5 separate regions of the Mus musculus genome follow, and regions 1, 2, 3 and 4 are each linked to region 5. A link is a contact called in public Hi-C and HiChIP or PLAC-seq data. All regions are on one chromosome and are shown on one strand. The core of a region is the stretch at or near the end of the contact, and the rest is flanking DNA. Distances in the headings are between cores, read along the strand shown.

The links. A called contact is a pair of places that touch in the nucleus more often than the background predicts. HiChIP or PLAC-seq counts read pairs in DNA pulled down with a chosen protein or histone mark.
Region 1: a contact with region 5 is called in a Hi-C map of uterus, with 2.6 times the contacts expected there. The contact joins two enhancer-like sites. A contact is called at or near these places in 1 of 39 promoter capture datasets (second pharyngeal arch cranial neural crest), 2 of 484 Hi-C or Micro-C datasets (the N1E-115 cell line and uterus) and 1 of 115 datasets of contacts at active chromatin or transcription factors (fibro-adipogenic progenitors).
Region 2: a contact with region 5 is called in an H3K27ac HiChIP or PLAC-seq map of the NIH/3T3 cell line, with 6 times the contacts expected there. The contact joins two enhancer-like sites. A contact is called at or near these places in 5 of 39 promoter capture datasets (the 3T3-L1 cell line, cranial neural crest, frontonasal cranial neural crest and 2 more), 1 of 15 datasets of contacts at CTCF or cohesin (the NIH/3T3 cell line), 10 of 484 Hi-C or Micro-C datasets (the 3T3-L1 cell line, the N1E-115 cell line, brown adipocytes and 4 more), 2 of 115 datasets of contacts at active chromatin or transcription factors (the NIH/3T3 cell line and fibro-adipogenic progenitors) and 1 of 9 other capture datasets (embryonic stem cells).
Region 3: a contact with region 5 is called in a Hi-C map of the C2C12 cell line, with 1.6 times the contacts expected there. The contact joins two enhancer-like sites. A contact is called at or near these places in 4 of 39 promoter capture datasets (cranial neural crest, frontonasal cranial neural crest, maxillary cranial neural crest and 1 more), 1 of 15 datasets of contacts at CTCF or cohesin (the NIH/3T3 cell line) and 2 of 484 Hi-C or Micro-C datasets (the 3T3-L1 cell line and the C2C12 cell line).
Region 4: a Hi-C map of cranial neural crest shows a contact between it and region 5, with 1.8 times the contacts expected there. The contact joins two enhancer-like sites. A contact is called at or near these places in 2 of 484 Hi-C or Micro-C datasets (cranial neural crest and nephron progenitors) and 1 of 9 other capture datasets (embryonic stem cells).

What each region holds. Positions count from the first base shown.
Region 1 is chr13:60,011,254-60,014,062 of GRCm38.p6, forward strand. No RefSeq gene overlaps it. Among named protein-coding and RNA genes, the nearest start is that of A530065N20Rik, 17 kb to the right of the region's middle. Within about 2 kb of position 1,253, at least 36 of the 459 cell types and tissues checked have an H3K27ac peak or open chromatin away from gene starts, as enhancers often do. A contact at or near this core is called in uterus, where this site is marked.
Region 2 is chr13:60,466,911-60,469,856 of GRCm38.p6, forward strand. No RefSeq gene overlaps it. Among named protein-coding and RNA genes, the nearest start is that of Gm35333, 34 kb to the left of the region's middle. Within about 2 kb of position 1,396, at least 41 of the 459 cell types and tissues checked have an H3K27ac peak or open chromatin away from gene starts, as enhancers often do. A contact at or near this core is called in the N1E-115 cell line, the NIH/3T3 cell line, embryonic fibroblasts and 1 more, where this site is marked.
Region 3 is chr13:60,408,485-60,411,324 of GRCm38.p6, forward strand. No RefSeq gene overlaps it. Among named protein-coding and RNA genes, the nearest start is that of Gm35333, 25 kb to the right of the region's middle. Within about 2 kb of position 1,412, at least 98 of the 459 cell types and tissues checked have an H3K27ac peak or open chromatin away from gene starts, as enhancers often do. A contact at or near this core is called in the C2C12 cell line and the NIH/3T3 cell line, where this site is marked.
Region 4 is chr13:60,068,005-60,070,883 of GRCm38.p6, forward strand. The region is part of intron 1 of A530065N20Rik (RIKEN cDNA A530046M15 gene); the gene reads left to right. Among named protein-coding and RNA genes, the nearest start is that of Gm35193, 24 kb to the left of the region's middle. Within about 2 kb of position 1,472, at least 39 of the 459 cell types and tissues checked have an H3K27ac peak or open chromatin away from gene starts, as enhancers often do.
Region 5 is chr13:60,225,068-60,228,102 of GRCm38.p6, forward strand. No RefSeq gene overlaps it. Among named protein-coding and RNA genes, the nearest start is that of Gm5084, 21 kb to the left of the region's middle. Within about 2 kb of position 1,299, at least 77 of the 459 cell types and tissues checked have an H3K27ac peak or open chromatin away from gene starts, as enhancers often do. A contact at or near this core is called in the C2C12 cell line, the N1E-115 cell line, the NIH/3T3 cell line and 2 more, where this site is marked.

The DNA of each region.
Region 1 (2,809 bases), core at 3-2,502, 210 kb before region 5:
CACATGAGTGCAGCTGTCTGCAGAGGCCAAAAGAGGTCATTGGATCTCCTGGAACTGGAGATACAGAGTGAGGGTCCTCTGGGAGAGGACCACATGCTCTGAGCCACTGAGCTGAGTCTCCAGCTCCAGCATCACATTTGCTTGGTTCAGATTCACAAGTTGTAAAATGTTAAAATGTTTCTTTATTTACTTTTTTCTCAAAGAGCTGAGAATTGGCCTAGGGCCCCTGAGAGGGCTACACAAATATTTATCACTGAACTATACCCTCAGCTCTTTGTTGTGTTATAGTTAGTGCATGTCATAATACATGCATGTGTTTTTGGTGCGTGGTATGGTGTTGGAGGTCTGTGTAGGGATCGGTGTCCAGTGTATGGATCAGTTCACATAGTTGTTCATTTGTGGTATGAATGCTTGCAGCATTTGCCTTTCCAGATACTCAGGAATAGTCAATGGAATATTGTCAGCCATTGTCACCCTGCTGTGCGATACAAATCAAATTCGTAAGATCTGCCTGCCATTTTATTTTGTACTCTCTGACCACTCTTTTTCTGTCCCCTTACCCACTTCCCCACCCCTCTTCTGCTTCTGACAGCCACTGTGTTATTCAGCTTCTTCAGATCACCATGTAAATAAGATCATACTTTTTTTTTCTTTTAATCTGTCACTTAAAGGGAAGGGACTCCCCAAATCTAACTGATTTGCTCAAATCTTCCAGGGAGTGACCTCTTTTTCCATTACTGTTCATACTCCCTAGCCATAGCTTGGGAAATCAGGGCCTAGATTCTTAGCAGTGTTAAATTCTAAGACTACTTGGCAATGAAAACCCGATCTGAAGGAGTCAGAAGTTTGGATTTGAGTCTGGGCCTGCTGCCTTCCAAACAGGTGACCTTGAAGAAGCAACTGCCCCTTTGTGGTTAAGACTGAAAAAAAATTGGTTCCGATGATCTCCAAGCTCCAGCTATCAGACCCTGTGATATCCTTTACCGAGCCAGGAAGTTATGCTCACATCTTTCTCTCAATGTAATTCAGTCCAGTGTGGGGGAGCAGCAACAGACAGAAACAACTTCTGTTATCCCCCTTCTATCCCACGAGTCAGCACCAATTCCGTGCCAACCGTGTCCTTCTGTAAAGGATAGAGATCTAACCCACCAGGCTTCACCCGTCCTCATGAAACACGGAACAGAGGAGAATAGAGAAGGGTGCGGGGAGGGAAGGAGGAAGGGAGGGAGAGAAACAGAGGGGGAGAGATTATGTATTCACACTGAGCAAACCAAGCTTGTCTCATTCCTGGGCCCTGTGAACAGCTGTGGCCACAGCTGAAATATTCAACCCTACCAAATGACGACTTTCCCAACTCGGCCCCTCGCGTGCACCAGTGAAGTCACCAGCCGCTCAGTTTCCCAGCTTAGTAATGTGCGGGTCAAAGCCAAAGACATATTAAGAACAGATGGCCCAAGCTGACAGGGACAACTGCTCCAAAATATACTCATGGGGTGTGAGCTCTAATGCAAACAGGGGTAGGATGCTCCTCAGAGCATGCTAAACGTGCCTTTGGCTCTTTCCAACTCTCCACTGTTCCACTAGCATGTGACTGAGACTGTTGTGTTCCTCCACTTTGCTAATTACTGACCCCCCCAGAGAGCTGATCCAGAATGGTATCGAAAGATGGGGTCCCCAGGACCCTTGGAAACGAAGAGCATGATTCAGGTTGGCTTTCATTACCTATTCACTCGGTCAGTGACAAGTTGTTTAGAAGCCAATGACAAGCACCCCTAGTACCTACAGCAGTGTCATGCACTCTCACAGTCCTTCAAATGTTTACTGAGAATCTTCTATGAGCCATTATCTCAAAGACGGGCCTGTCTAATCTCTAAGAAGAACACATGCAACAAATCCAACCTCCTAGTTGACTTACCCCTCACTTTTGTAACACGGGAGTGTTTTATATCATATTCTTCAAATTTTTAAATGTTGCGTTGCCCACACAGCCGAAGTCTGTGCAATACAGACTGTGTCTAATCCAGAGAGCCTTGGTTAGCTGTTTTATGCTGAGACTCAATTAGTCACAGCATAGGGAGGTAGGTGATATCCAGAGCCAAAGCTGGGTCTTGCTATCATTCTCAAGAGGTTATGGGTACTTGGGGCCTTTGAAACAGGTACAGCTTTGTTATGGGTAGGCAGCGCTTAGATTAGAAGGTTTCCAGAGTGAATATCCAGGAGGAGGATGAATGGAGGGTCGCTCATATCACAGCAGGCTCCTTTGTGTGCACTGCTTGTAGAGGCAATCCTTGTGAGTAATTCCAGGCTTGAAGAAAGGGTTTGTGGGATAAAGTCTGACCCGTGGAAGGCTGCACTTCAGCGCCTACCTGTTGGAGGAGGGGCAAATACAGAGTTGGTCCTCTGCATCAATAGGTTCCACGTTCTCAGGTTCAGTCAAGCATGCATGACAATATTCCAAAAGATCAGGTCTGTACCAAGCATACCCACACACCCTTGTGATGATTCACTGAGCAATGCAGTGGCTGCTTACATAGTCTTTGCATGGTATTAGGCATTAGAAGTAACCTTGGGACCATGACAAGTCTGTGGAGGATGTATATAGGTTGCGTGAAGAAGCCAGAAGCTTCTCTGAGTGTGTCCAGCTGGACTGGGCAGGATATGCATAGGTTAAGAGAAGATTGGTAGCTGCCCTTCCTTGCTGCTGCTCAGAGCTGTGTTCCACTGTCTGCGGTTTCCACTTGTCCTTCTTTATAGCTCTGCATGGACTATGGATGTCTTGAAGTCAAGAGTCAGAGTTTTAGATCAGTGC
Region 2 (2,946 bases), core at 146-2,645, 240 kb after region 5:
TCTGGCTGCTCAGTCCCCTCTTGAGCTAAGCTGAACTTGGAGAAAGGCAGGCTGCTTTCTTCATGTCATTCAGCACTGACTCTAGTCCCAGACAGTCTGTTTTCCTGAACTTTCCTTCCAAGGAAGTGTGGGAGAAGGTTCTGGAAGGTGGCTACGTAAATACCACTTCAGCCAGTGAAGCCAGGACCCGTCCGGAAGTGTCTTGATTAATTTGTTTTCTGAACAGATCACAAACACTGGCTCTCCTCTGAAGTAATATTTGATGAGTTTCATAACAATCTTTTTACAGTAACAGACAAAACTGACTCATGGGGCAATAAAATTGGGCTCTCTCGCTTCCCTTGGCATAGGAAACCATTGCCAGAAGTCAATTTTTTTTAATTACCTCTCTTTTGGTGCTGTTTTTTAGCCAAGAAAATAATCAGAAAGAGAGCACTGTGGCAGTTGATGAGCAGAGGTAGTGGGTTTCTGTCCGTGGGCCGGGTGGGCCTCTGTCTGTGGGCTGTGTGGGCCTCTGGAGCAGGCTGTACAGCAGCCTGAGCTGACCTCAGCTGCCCTTTCTCAGAGCCAAAAAGAATGCCTTCTAAGCAAAGGGAACCCCTCTCTTGGGATTATAAATGACACCTTTCATTTGGTCATCTTTGATAGTTTCTGTGTTAAATGATTTTAATGTGGAAAACTCTGGGGTAAGCCAGCCAACTCCATGATGTCTCTGTGAAAACTTTTCAATCAGGAGACAAATTTGACTTGTCAAATTTGATATGTCAAAAAAAAAAAAAAAAAAAAAAAACCTACGAGAGGTACCTGGAGGGTAAGAGGACTGGCTGCTCCTCCAGAGGACCGGAGTTCGACTCCCAGCACTGTTAAGGTGGCTCCGAAGTGTCTATAACTCCAGTTCTAGGAAATTCAACATCTTCTGCAAGCTTCCACGGGCACTGCACATGCTGCACAGACATGTGTCAGACCAAACACCCACGCACCTAAAATGCAAGGCTTGAAAACAGCTGCAAAAGGAAGAACAAAAGAGAAGCAGCTCCATTAGGCAGCCCAAGACATGCTCTGAGATGTAAGTGTAAGACCTTTTCCTGCTGAGGAGTAGCTTGGCTCCCTCATCACATCAGCTGGCCCAGAGGGCTGCGTCCCTCCATGCAGCCAGCCCACTAGACTGCTGTTACAGCCCCTGTGTAAAAAACAAAACAAAACAAAACCAAAAAACAAAACAAAAAACAGCCAAAGCCACAGACAGGATCCACTGGCTAAACTTTTGGCTACATTGTATTGCTTCCTCTTTCAGCCACTCACTCACTCATTGATTCATTCATTCATTGATTCATTCATTCATTGATTCATTCATTCATTGCCGGCTTGGAGACTTGTGGGCCAGATGACCGGAAGCATAGAGAATTTATTAGTAAGCTACTTTTGTGCCTTGAACACGATTTTCCATTTTATCTTTGTTGTATCTTTGCTGTGGAAATGGCTCCACCCAGTGGTGTCCCCAAGGAATTACATGTCACATTCGTCATAATTTAACTGTCCCCGCTTTAGGCAGACAGACGTGAGTTACTAAATATTTCATAGCATTAAAGTAATTGATTTGTATGAAAATTTATTATCACCGAGATTCTCTCCCCCAACCCAAACTCCATTAGAGTCTTCGATAAACATCATGATGTCTCTCTTAACAGGGAAGAGTCAATATTGAGTTAAAGCAGCGGTTCTCAACCACTTTGGCAAACCTCTTATCTCCAAAAATACTTGCATCACAATTAATAACAGTAGAAAAATTACAGTTATGAAATAGCAACTAAAATAATTGTATGGTTGTGGGTCACCACAACATGAGGGGCTCCGTTAAAGTCATTAAAGTGTCGCAGCATCAAGAAGGTTGGGAGCCAAAGTTATAGGAAGAAAAGTCAAAGCCAGGTTTCTATCATTTAAACTGAAGTGTATTCACCTCCTAGAAGTGTGTGTGTGTGTGTGAGAGAGAGAGAGAGAGAGGGAGAGAGAGAGAGAGACTCTGAGATCTAATTTATTTTTACTAATCTATTCTTTGACAATTTGATACGTGTGTATAATGCATTCTGTTCACACTCATTCCTTCACTCTTTCTTACCCTCCTCCTATTCCACCAAGCCCCATCCCTCTTGTTTCTGTTTTGTGATCCACCAGCTCTAGTGACCGCCATTAGCTTGGGCTAGAGTGTGGAGAGTCCATTGAATTGTGGATAACGCAGAAGTGGCTACATCACTGAAGAAAATTATTTCCCCCCCCCCGCCCCCCACCGCAGTCATCCACCACCATTCACCCCCTGGGCGGAGGGGATCCTATGAAACTCTTTCCCATCTATGGCTGAATGTTTTGGGGGCTCAGACTTGTGCAGACAGCTCTAGCCATTGTGAGTTCATGAGCGTGGCAGCCATGTCATGCCCTCATGACAGCACCTTATGTCCCTCAGATCTTAAGTTCTTTCTCCTGCTTCCTCCACAATGTTCTCCAAGCTGTGGAGGAGACAATAAGGGGGGTTTGTGTAATGCTGAGCATGTATAGTGATTGGTTCTCAACCTTGTCACCAACCGCGAGTTTGTATTAGCAAATGCTCCCTGCAAAGATAAACTTCTTTGAACAAACTTGAGGATATTGCTAGACTACAGAGCAAGCATAACTATTAAGATGCAGCTTAACAAATAAGCTTAGCAAAATAAACCTAGAAGGCTCATCCCTAGAGCCAATGGCTCCCCTAGCCATGGGTCTTTGACCAGGCCCACACTGTTGGACACGAGCTCCCACCTACAAAGTGGGCCTTGTATCCAACTTTAAAACTCAGTTGGTTACCCTCATAACAGCTGTGATTTTCATCATTATTTTGTGGGTGTGAATGTTTGCTTACATGTATGTATCTGTACCGTGTGAGTGACTGATTCTTACAGAGATCAGAAGAAGCCA
Region 3 (2,840 bases), core at 162-2,661, 180 kb after region 5:
GAGTGAGTCCAGAAGGAAGTATCTTGCTCTTTGTCATTCTGGATGAGCTAGAGATAATGACCCTGGATTGATTATCCCTTGTTGGGGTGGGTATGAGACGCTACCTAAAAGAATAAGCAAACACTAGAGCATAGACATCTGAGCCATAGGAAAAGCGAACCTTAATGATTACACTGGAGTTCCTGAACACAGCTGGGGTTTCAGAGACAATGGATATATTCCCTTCATCCAAGGAGTTTAGGGCCTGTGGGTACCAGAGATGCTTCCTTCCATACTACAGTGGGGCAGAATTGGTCCTTCACACAGGGAAGCAGCACCTGGCAGAGGCAGAAACCCACTTAGGGAAAAAGAAGAAGGAGACCTGGGATGGTGAGGTTGTACAGGCAGGATGGCTGAGATGGCACAATTCAGGAAATGCCAGCTTCCTGGTGGTTTGAGTAGGAATGGCCCCCACAGACTTGTGTGTTTGCATGTTTGACCCATAGGGAGGGGCACTATTCAGAGGTGTGGCCTTGGAGGAAGTGTGTCACGGCAGGGGCTGGCTTTGAAGTCTCAGATGTTCAAGCTAGGTCGGGCGTGGGTCATTTGCTTTTCCTGCTGTCTGTGGATCCAGATAGAGAACTCTCGGCTCCTTCTCCAGCACCATTTCTGTCTGTCTGCCTTCCACCATGTTTCTTACACCATGACAAGGATGGACTGAACCTCTGAACTGTAAGCCAGCCCCAATTGAATGTTCTCTATAACAGTTGCTGTGGTCATGGTGTCTCTTCACAGCAATAAAGCCCTAAGGATAACACCAGGGAACAAGGGTATACAGGAAGCCAGTGGTATACTTACCAGAGGGCTGTTACTGAACACAATTCAAGAAATAGGGGGGACCCAAGGCAGGAGGCAGAGTGGGACAGACCAATAGCCGTCTTAATGGGCACCTTCAGCCAAACCAGCAGCAGGCAGTGTTCACCCTGCAAGCCCTCTGTCCCCACCCCTCTGCTTTGAACGATACCCAGAACTTTGGGATCCTGGAGTCCAGAGCAGCAGGAGATCGCTTATTCGCGTGTTCATAGCAAAATGAGCGAAAACATGGTTCATGCAGAGTCAGTATATGGGTTTTTTTGTTATTGATGTTGCTTTTTGTTTGGTTGGTTTTGTTTGTCTGTTTGTTGTTGATGGAATTAGTTACAGCCAGTCTCTCTTATCCCCATATTCCTAGTAATTCCAGGACTTGGATGGCGGGGTAGGGAGCCACAAAATTCCTCGTCATAAATCCTAGGGCCCATCCCCAACAGCCGAGGCTCAGATGCGAATCGTTTTTCATTTGGTCTCAAGTCATTTTTTGAAAGGCCTGTTTTTCATTAGGAAGGTAACTTGAGAGTCCCTGGGGGAAGGAAGGGGGTGTGCGCCAGGCAGAAGAGAGCTGATTTTCCCTTCTGACTCAGGCTTGCTCTTTCCCTGGCTCTCCTTGGTCTAAGTGCGGCCAAGCCTTTTGCAATTTATGGAGACAAAAGAAAGAGAGGGAGGGGGAGAAAGGGAGGGAAGGGAGAAATCACACATAAATCTTAGATTCCACAGCAATTTTATCGGTGTGTGTGTGTGTGTGTGTGTGTGTGTGTGTGTGTGTGTGTGTGTGTGTTTGCTTGCATATTTTCATAAAACAGGCACAGTCAAAAGGCACTGGCTTTTTTTTTTTTTTTTTTTTTGGCCACACGGGTGTCTGTCATGGGTTGAATACGTCCCAGGTGTGGCTCCTTCAGCATTCCGTGTACACATGGTTCTCATTACTGCATCCCCAAGGGCTTGGAAGCACGCGCTTCTACCTCCCCCACACAGCCACAACTGAGAACAGGCAGATGCCAACTGGAAGGGCAGTGTTAGAAAACCAGTACTGGAGATGAAGCCTGCACAGGCCTGTAAACTGCAAGCCATCTCCTACCCCACCGGGTCTCACAGGCCTTCTCTAAATGCCCATCCCTGAATCTACTGGTGACTGGACACAGAGATCCTAGGGCACAAGAGAACCAAGGCCTAAGGAGGCCACATCATATCTTCTGGTGACCACTTCATTGTCTGTCTGTGGGTCTGTGAATAAACTCATACTACTGTGATGAGAATATTTGGATTTTTAAAATGCTTTCATTTGACAATCTCTTCTCTAAAGGGCTATTTATAGTAAGCAGAGAGTTGAGGTTAGATCAAGAGCTCGGTGCTTACGAATGCTTTCTGCTCTTCCAGGGGACTTGGGTTTGGTTGCCAGCACCCAAGTCTCACAACTTCTGCTCCAGGGGACCCAGCACCATCTTCTAACATCCAGGTACTTGTGTACCTGCACAAACCCACGCACAAATGCACATGTGCACACATAACTAGGAGTAAAATTACATCTTAGTGATTCTCTTTCCTACTGTGATAATAAGGGGAAGAGAAGCAGCTCGGAGATTGTGCAAGCAGGCGGCCACGAGCCTTAATAAAGGATGCTTTGAGACTTGGGAAAGGTTCTTCTCCTCCTGCTACTTTGGCTTCCTCCTCTGGAAAACTGAGGGTTAAACCACATGATCCCTTGGCAGCCTCCACCATTGGAATACTGAGCTTCTCCTTATTGAATATAGGTCCTTAAAAAAAGAAAAGTAAAACTATAAAGATAAATGCAGGATTGACTATATAACCCTTATCCAAAAAGGTACAGGAACAGAAAGTGGGCATTGCAGTTGAACACACCTAACCCAAAGTATCAAAAGTGCAAAATGTCCCAACCTATACCGATCTTGGAAGGCTGTGTGGGTCCTCAGGACGTTTTAGGGGACTGGAGTATATTGATTTCAGATCTTCATATCAGGGCTGTTCAG
Region 4 (2,879 bases), core at 222-2,721, 160 kb before region 5:
CCACAATAAGTTCTTTCTCACCACAAGACTCCAGAACAGTGGAGCCAAGTGACTGTGTCTTGAAGTCAAAGGAACTAGGTGCCGAATTGATCTTTTCTCCCCACAGGCTGACCTCCTCAGGCATTTTGTCACCTGAACTGAAAGCTGGCTGATGCAGTGACGGCGGTTCTATGACATCCATGGGACATGCTGATCCCTCTTTCTGTCTGTGGGTGCTCAGAGGAGGGTACGATGTGCTGTGCTCTTTAGTTTTACATTTGCTTATGTTGGGAGCCTCCAAACTGTTTTGCACAGTGAACTCATTCATAGGAATTTCAGCCACATTGCAATGTCTTCATTAACCTATAAACCCAAAGGAGTTCAAGTGTACATTTGGCACAGTGAAGAGAGAGCTTACGCTGGTGGCTATTGAGATGACATTGACCCAACCTTTGGAGCCCGTTTCTAGCCTTCATGTGCATATGAAAAACATTTCCTCTCTTCCTAGTCCCAAAGACACCCAACAGAGTGTGGCAGAAGAGGGGCAACTGCTCTGGGAGGTAGAGGGGTGTCATAGAGGGGTGTCATAGTAGGGTTGCCATGGGATCGGGTCACATTTGCTGAGCCTCTTCGTGGGCCATAGTAAGTTTGCATGATGTGGGAAGCAGCCAGGTTGGTCCAACTGAGGAGATGCTTGCAGGTATCTGCAGGCTGTCAACCTGCAGAGTGGATCATCCAAAGGACGTTTCTGCAGGCAGGACTCAGACCTTCAGACCTCCACCTTTGACTTAGAGAGCAGGAGTGTGTGTGTGTGTGTGTGTGTGTGTGTGTGTGTGTGTGAGAGAGAGAGAGAGAGAGAGAGAGAGAGAGAGACTGTGAACTTACATGAAGCTATATGTACTTTGGAACTGAGACACCCCCTCCCCAATTTAAAACATCTCTCAACGAGATGACCCTGCCCAGCTATGTTGTCCATAGCCTTGAGTCCATTTTTTGACATAGTAGAGATAAGGAAGGTATGTGCCAGTCCCAAATGAAAAAAGTCAGGAACAGTGCTACATTAAGGAGGTGGGGGGGGGGTAATACCCCTAAAATCTAGGGGGAAAGTGTAGCGTGAAATTAAAGGCAAACTTGCCTATGATCCTGTTTCCCCATCTGAGCCTGGGAGATAAAAAGTGTAATAAATTCACTCATGTACACTCACTTTAAATATCAGAGCAGATCGGCAGTCTCACTGATGTGTGGTCAGACTTTGAAGTCTATCTGAGCTCCCTGGAATTCGCCCAGCCACTTTCCAGACCATGTAATCCATTGCAGATCCGGCCGCGTTATGCATTCCAGATGGTCACTGTCACTCTTCGTGGGTTCTCTCCCCTCTTTAGGTTACTGGGGTAATTGGGGAATAAGGAACGCATGCCCCAAAGTGAAAAGTGACATACCGTCACTGCCCTGCGTGGGCACCAGAGAGCCAAGAGAGTTAAACACTGTGCCTGGATGGAAGCATGGGGAGAGGGCAAGGAGGGAAAGGCCTCCAGGGTTCAGCTTGCAGCTTGCTAAGCCAGGAGGCTCCAGTGAGCTGGGAGAGCCAGCATTGCCTCAGGTCTGGGAAAGCAGAGCAGAAGCCCTAGCTCTCTTCCTTCTCTGGGTCTTACGGCCAACAAACCATTTCCTTGACTCTCAGATCAAGTGACCCAGTGATTGGGCCTCAGAGTCAGCATAATTATAACTAGAGGGAGCACTGGTTATCTTTACAGCTGGATAAGGGGAAAAGCTTTTACACGTCAGAAACATCCTCTACCTAACCTGTAAGGAGAGTCTAGGAAGCTGGAGAGCTGGGTACATGCTCACTAAGTTGAATTTATCTTTCTGTTTAATTTGAGGAAAAAAAAAGTCTCATGTAGCCCAAGCTGGACTCAAACTTGCTCTGTAGCCGAGGGTGGCCTTGAACTTCTGATCTTCTTGCCTCTACCTCTTGAGTGCTGAGGTTCCAGACAGGTGCTCTGTGGCCTTTTTATTCAGTACTGGGGATCAAATCCGGGGCTTGGTGCATTCTACCAATTGAGCTACACTCTTCCCCAGGCCCGGGCTTGCTTGATTTAATTCATTGTGAAAGGCTGCCAAGTGTCTTTTAACCCTCATGTTTGTGGTGATTGGACTCTCTAGTTCCTCACACAAAGTCAACATATGTGGTTAATAGGCAAAAAAAAAAAATGGTCACCAAAGGGACTGGTTTTTTTTTTTTTTGTATCCCTTCCTCCCCTGCCTGGTCCAGCTTGCCTGATTGAGTTATGTGGTGGCCTGTGTCTGTGACTGAATGTGCCTTTGAGTTACATTGATGTTTGATTCAGATTTATGAATGAAGTGAAATAACAGCACAGTGTGTATGTGAGCATGTGGGTACATGTGCATGTATGTGTACACATGTATACATGTGTGCACATGTATATACATGAATGTAGACCTCAGATAACCTCCTTTCTACCCAAGGAGGCAGTCATTCCAAAAAAATAACACCAGGGCTATGTAAAGTAGATCTCTCCTGCTAATGCTATGTATAGTTTTTCCCTTTTGTTTTTAAAGATTTATTTGCTTTGTGTGTGTGTGTGTGTGTGTGTGTGTGTGTGTGTGTGTGTGTGTATGTGTGTGTATATGCCACATATGTGGAAAAGTCCATAGCAGAGAGTAGACAGCATTGAATCCCATGTGGCCTCTAGAAGAGCAGGCAGCACTCTTACTCTGAAGAGCCAGATCCCTAGTTCTTCGTTGTCTTTTGAGACAAGGTTTCACTATGAAGCCCCGGCTGCACATGAATTCATGATTCCCCTACCCCCACCCCTGTCTTAGCCTTTGGAGGTCTAGAATTACAGACGTCATGTAGTATCATCCTTAGGTGAGAGAGG
Region 5 (3,035 bases), core at 49-2,548:
ACTGTACTTTTCTGTGCATATTTTGTGGGGTGCAGTTTGATAACTTAGACATACATATGCACTGTTTAATGATCAAACTAAGGTAATTAATGTTACCATCTCATGCATATCATTTATCCATGTTGTGGAATGTCACACTTTTGTAATCGTTTAGAAACACTGTGAATTGCTAAGAGTCATACCTCCATACTATGTAATAGATAGATCCTTCTGCATACATGTTGTTTGGCTTGAAGCTGAATCGGAGGCTACCATTCAAAGCTTGCACCCAAGCATCGGAATCGATGACTTTTCTTAAAAACATTAAGTGTCAGACTTGTGTACTTGTGTACGGGGTATGGGACAGTGAGTGACCTTTAGATAGGACCAGTTTCCTCTGGCTGTCACTGTCTCAGGACAGCTCTGCATGCTCTAGTTTTGGACTCAAGCCTACTTTGCAGTTTCTGGTATATGGTGTGTGTGTGTGTGTGTGTGTGTGTGTGTGTGTGTGTGTGTGTTTATGTATGTAAAGGACTTTCCAGAACTGTTGTAATTCTTGGGAAGAACTGAGGGCCATTCAGCAATCTTCGACACTTTATCAGATGTGATAGTAAAGAATGCCTTTATTAATTTCGGGGGTGGGATTCTTAGAGATGAAATAGTGTGACCCGGTGCCGTAGTTCTTCAAGATTCTTCTATGCAATACTAAGATGAGCTGGCTTCGGTGCTTGACAGGGAGTTTCCAGGCCTATTTAATGGCTGCAATTCAGCTGGGCCTGATCTCTACTTGCAGAGGAACTTTATCTAAATTTCACTTTGACAGATAAGCAGGGGAGCTTCAGAAGGTTTATAAATCAGGCTGGAGCTCTGCCAACATGCTAGAAACTGAGCTCCCAGAGAAAGCCAAAGCCTAAGCCATTCACAGTGTTTTCCTGGGTGGAGAGCCAGGTTGGAGAAATGTCTGTGCTCTTACCAGATAACTATCTTGTCAGGCCTGACATCAGCCTCTCTGTGTTGCAAAATGCTCTTTGGGATCCTGATACCTTAATGGCTAGGCCCCAGTTTATTACAGGCACAGCCATTTTGCTCACATTGGAATGCTGATGGTTTCCGGCGACATTTTGGGAAAAGCAACCCCTTGCATAGGTAGGTCTCCGCAGAGATGAGATGAGAGGCGGGAGATGCAGAGACAAGGGAGGAGTGTGCTCACAAAAGCAACAGTGTCCTGAGCGAGGTGGGAATGTACCTTCTCCAGTCCAGCCTGGGTGTCTCAGAGCACTGCAGTGATTCATCAGTCATAGATGGGCAGGGGGAGGGCCTCCGGGCTCCTGACACAGCCCTCTGTAGGCGTGATGGATGTGGAGAAACTCTACCCTTCCCAGGGGGTCAGGTGGCACCAGCCAGACAAAGATCGTAAACAATTCCGTCTTGAAAAAGAGCCCCCCCCTTTCCCTTCCCTCCCTCCCTCTCTTTTCCCCTCCCCTCTGGCTCTCTCCCCTTTTCTCTTTTTTTTCCCTCTCTCTGCCAAAAAGTTACAGTATCCAGCCGTTCCTTATTAAGTTAGAAGTCTGTGGAAAAAAAAAAGAAGGAGCCTGTGCATAGAAATACTCAGTCCTTCGACCCGGCTATTTCTATGGTGCAAGCATGTCTGGAGAAGTAAGGAAATGGCATTCCTGTTTGCTGCTGAGTAAAAAACCAGCTGCTCTCTGGATTTCAGAGGGAGATGTTATCCTACCCTGTGGTCGTCCAAGGTCTTCCAAGGCTGCTCTGGAGAGGCTGTGGATGAAAACAAGAGAGAGCTAGGGGGTGGGGGTGGGGGCAGGGGTGGACAAAAGAAAGCCGTGGGTACCGTGTGCTGGCTGCTGGAGACAGTTTCCATCTTTCTGTTGCTTCCGTGTCTTTTGACATCTTTGGGATTTTGACAAAAGTGGTTCTAATTGGATCTGAATCAATTTGAGCTTTTGATAAGGTGTATAACACCATCCCGGCACCCACCCCTCCACTCCAGTGAAGTTTGAAGAGTTTCTGTATTTGTTTGCTCGCCAGACGCTGTGGGCAAACTCATTCTCAGGCATGGTGCAAAGTTTGAGCTGCGACTTCCGGGGGATGTGTGTGATGCTCCCTGCTGTTCAGGGCCATCCTCAATCTCTTCTTTCCTCTCATAGGCTGGACCACAGAGGCCTGGAGCAGTCTGCTTCTCAGTTCCCATCTGATAGGTCGAGGTGTGCTGGTCCAGACAAGAACTTAGGGGAAGTCAAGATGGCCATCCGTGCCACCACACACTGACAGTGTGCTGACTTTCCTTTACCACCAAACCCTTAGCAGGCCATGTGATGAACAGATAAGGAGTGCAGAGGAGAGCCATCCCTCAACAGCTGATGGGCAGCATAAAGGTGCAATGATGAACTCAAGCTTCCTATCTCTGAAGCTTTACTGGTCCGCAAAATCTCATTCTTGGTCCCCATAGAAACTTGCTAGAGGGTACTTTGATGTTTGCTTTTTGAAATGTATTCCTCCTATATCATTCCTTGGCACAGAGAATTCCCAAACAGGCGTCTGCAGTAGGAAGAGTTTCGCAGGCAGTGGTCAATGGGAAGATGTAATGATCAATGTGCCTCAACCCAACTTCCACCCCCACACTCAGACCTCCCCTCTCTGGCCAACCATGAAGGTTGGAAGGTGAAGGCATTCGTAGAGTCTAGGTGACCTGTTCACCAGCACGGGAACATGGTACATGCAGCTCCTGGGGCTCAGATGTCTGGTTCAGTAGTACTTTGGAAGGTGGTAGGTTTGTGGGGAGGGACCAGACTTGACTTTGAGGGGCTAGGTTAAAGCGTAGCAGGAGAGTTACTCCAGCCTGAAGACACAGACCCGCCTCAGTGAGATGAATGTCGGCACCTATAGCTTCACTTCTTCCCGCTGCCTAGAAACTCCTCACTTGGGTTCAGACTTGGCAGTTCACTGTGTTAAATATTAATTCCCAATACCACACTGTGTGCACTTATACGTAAAAAGGAGAGCAGTAACAAGCCAAGCAATGACTGTGCTGACTTACC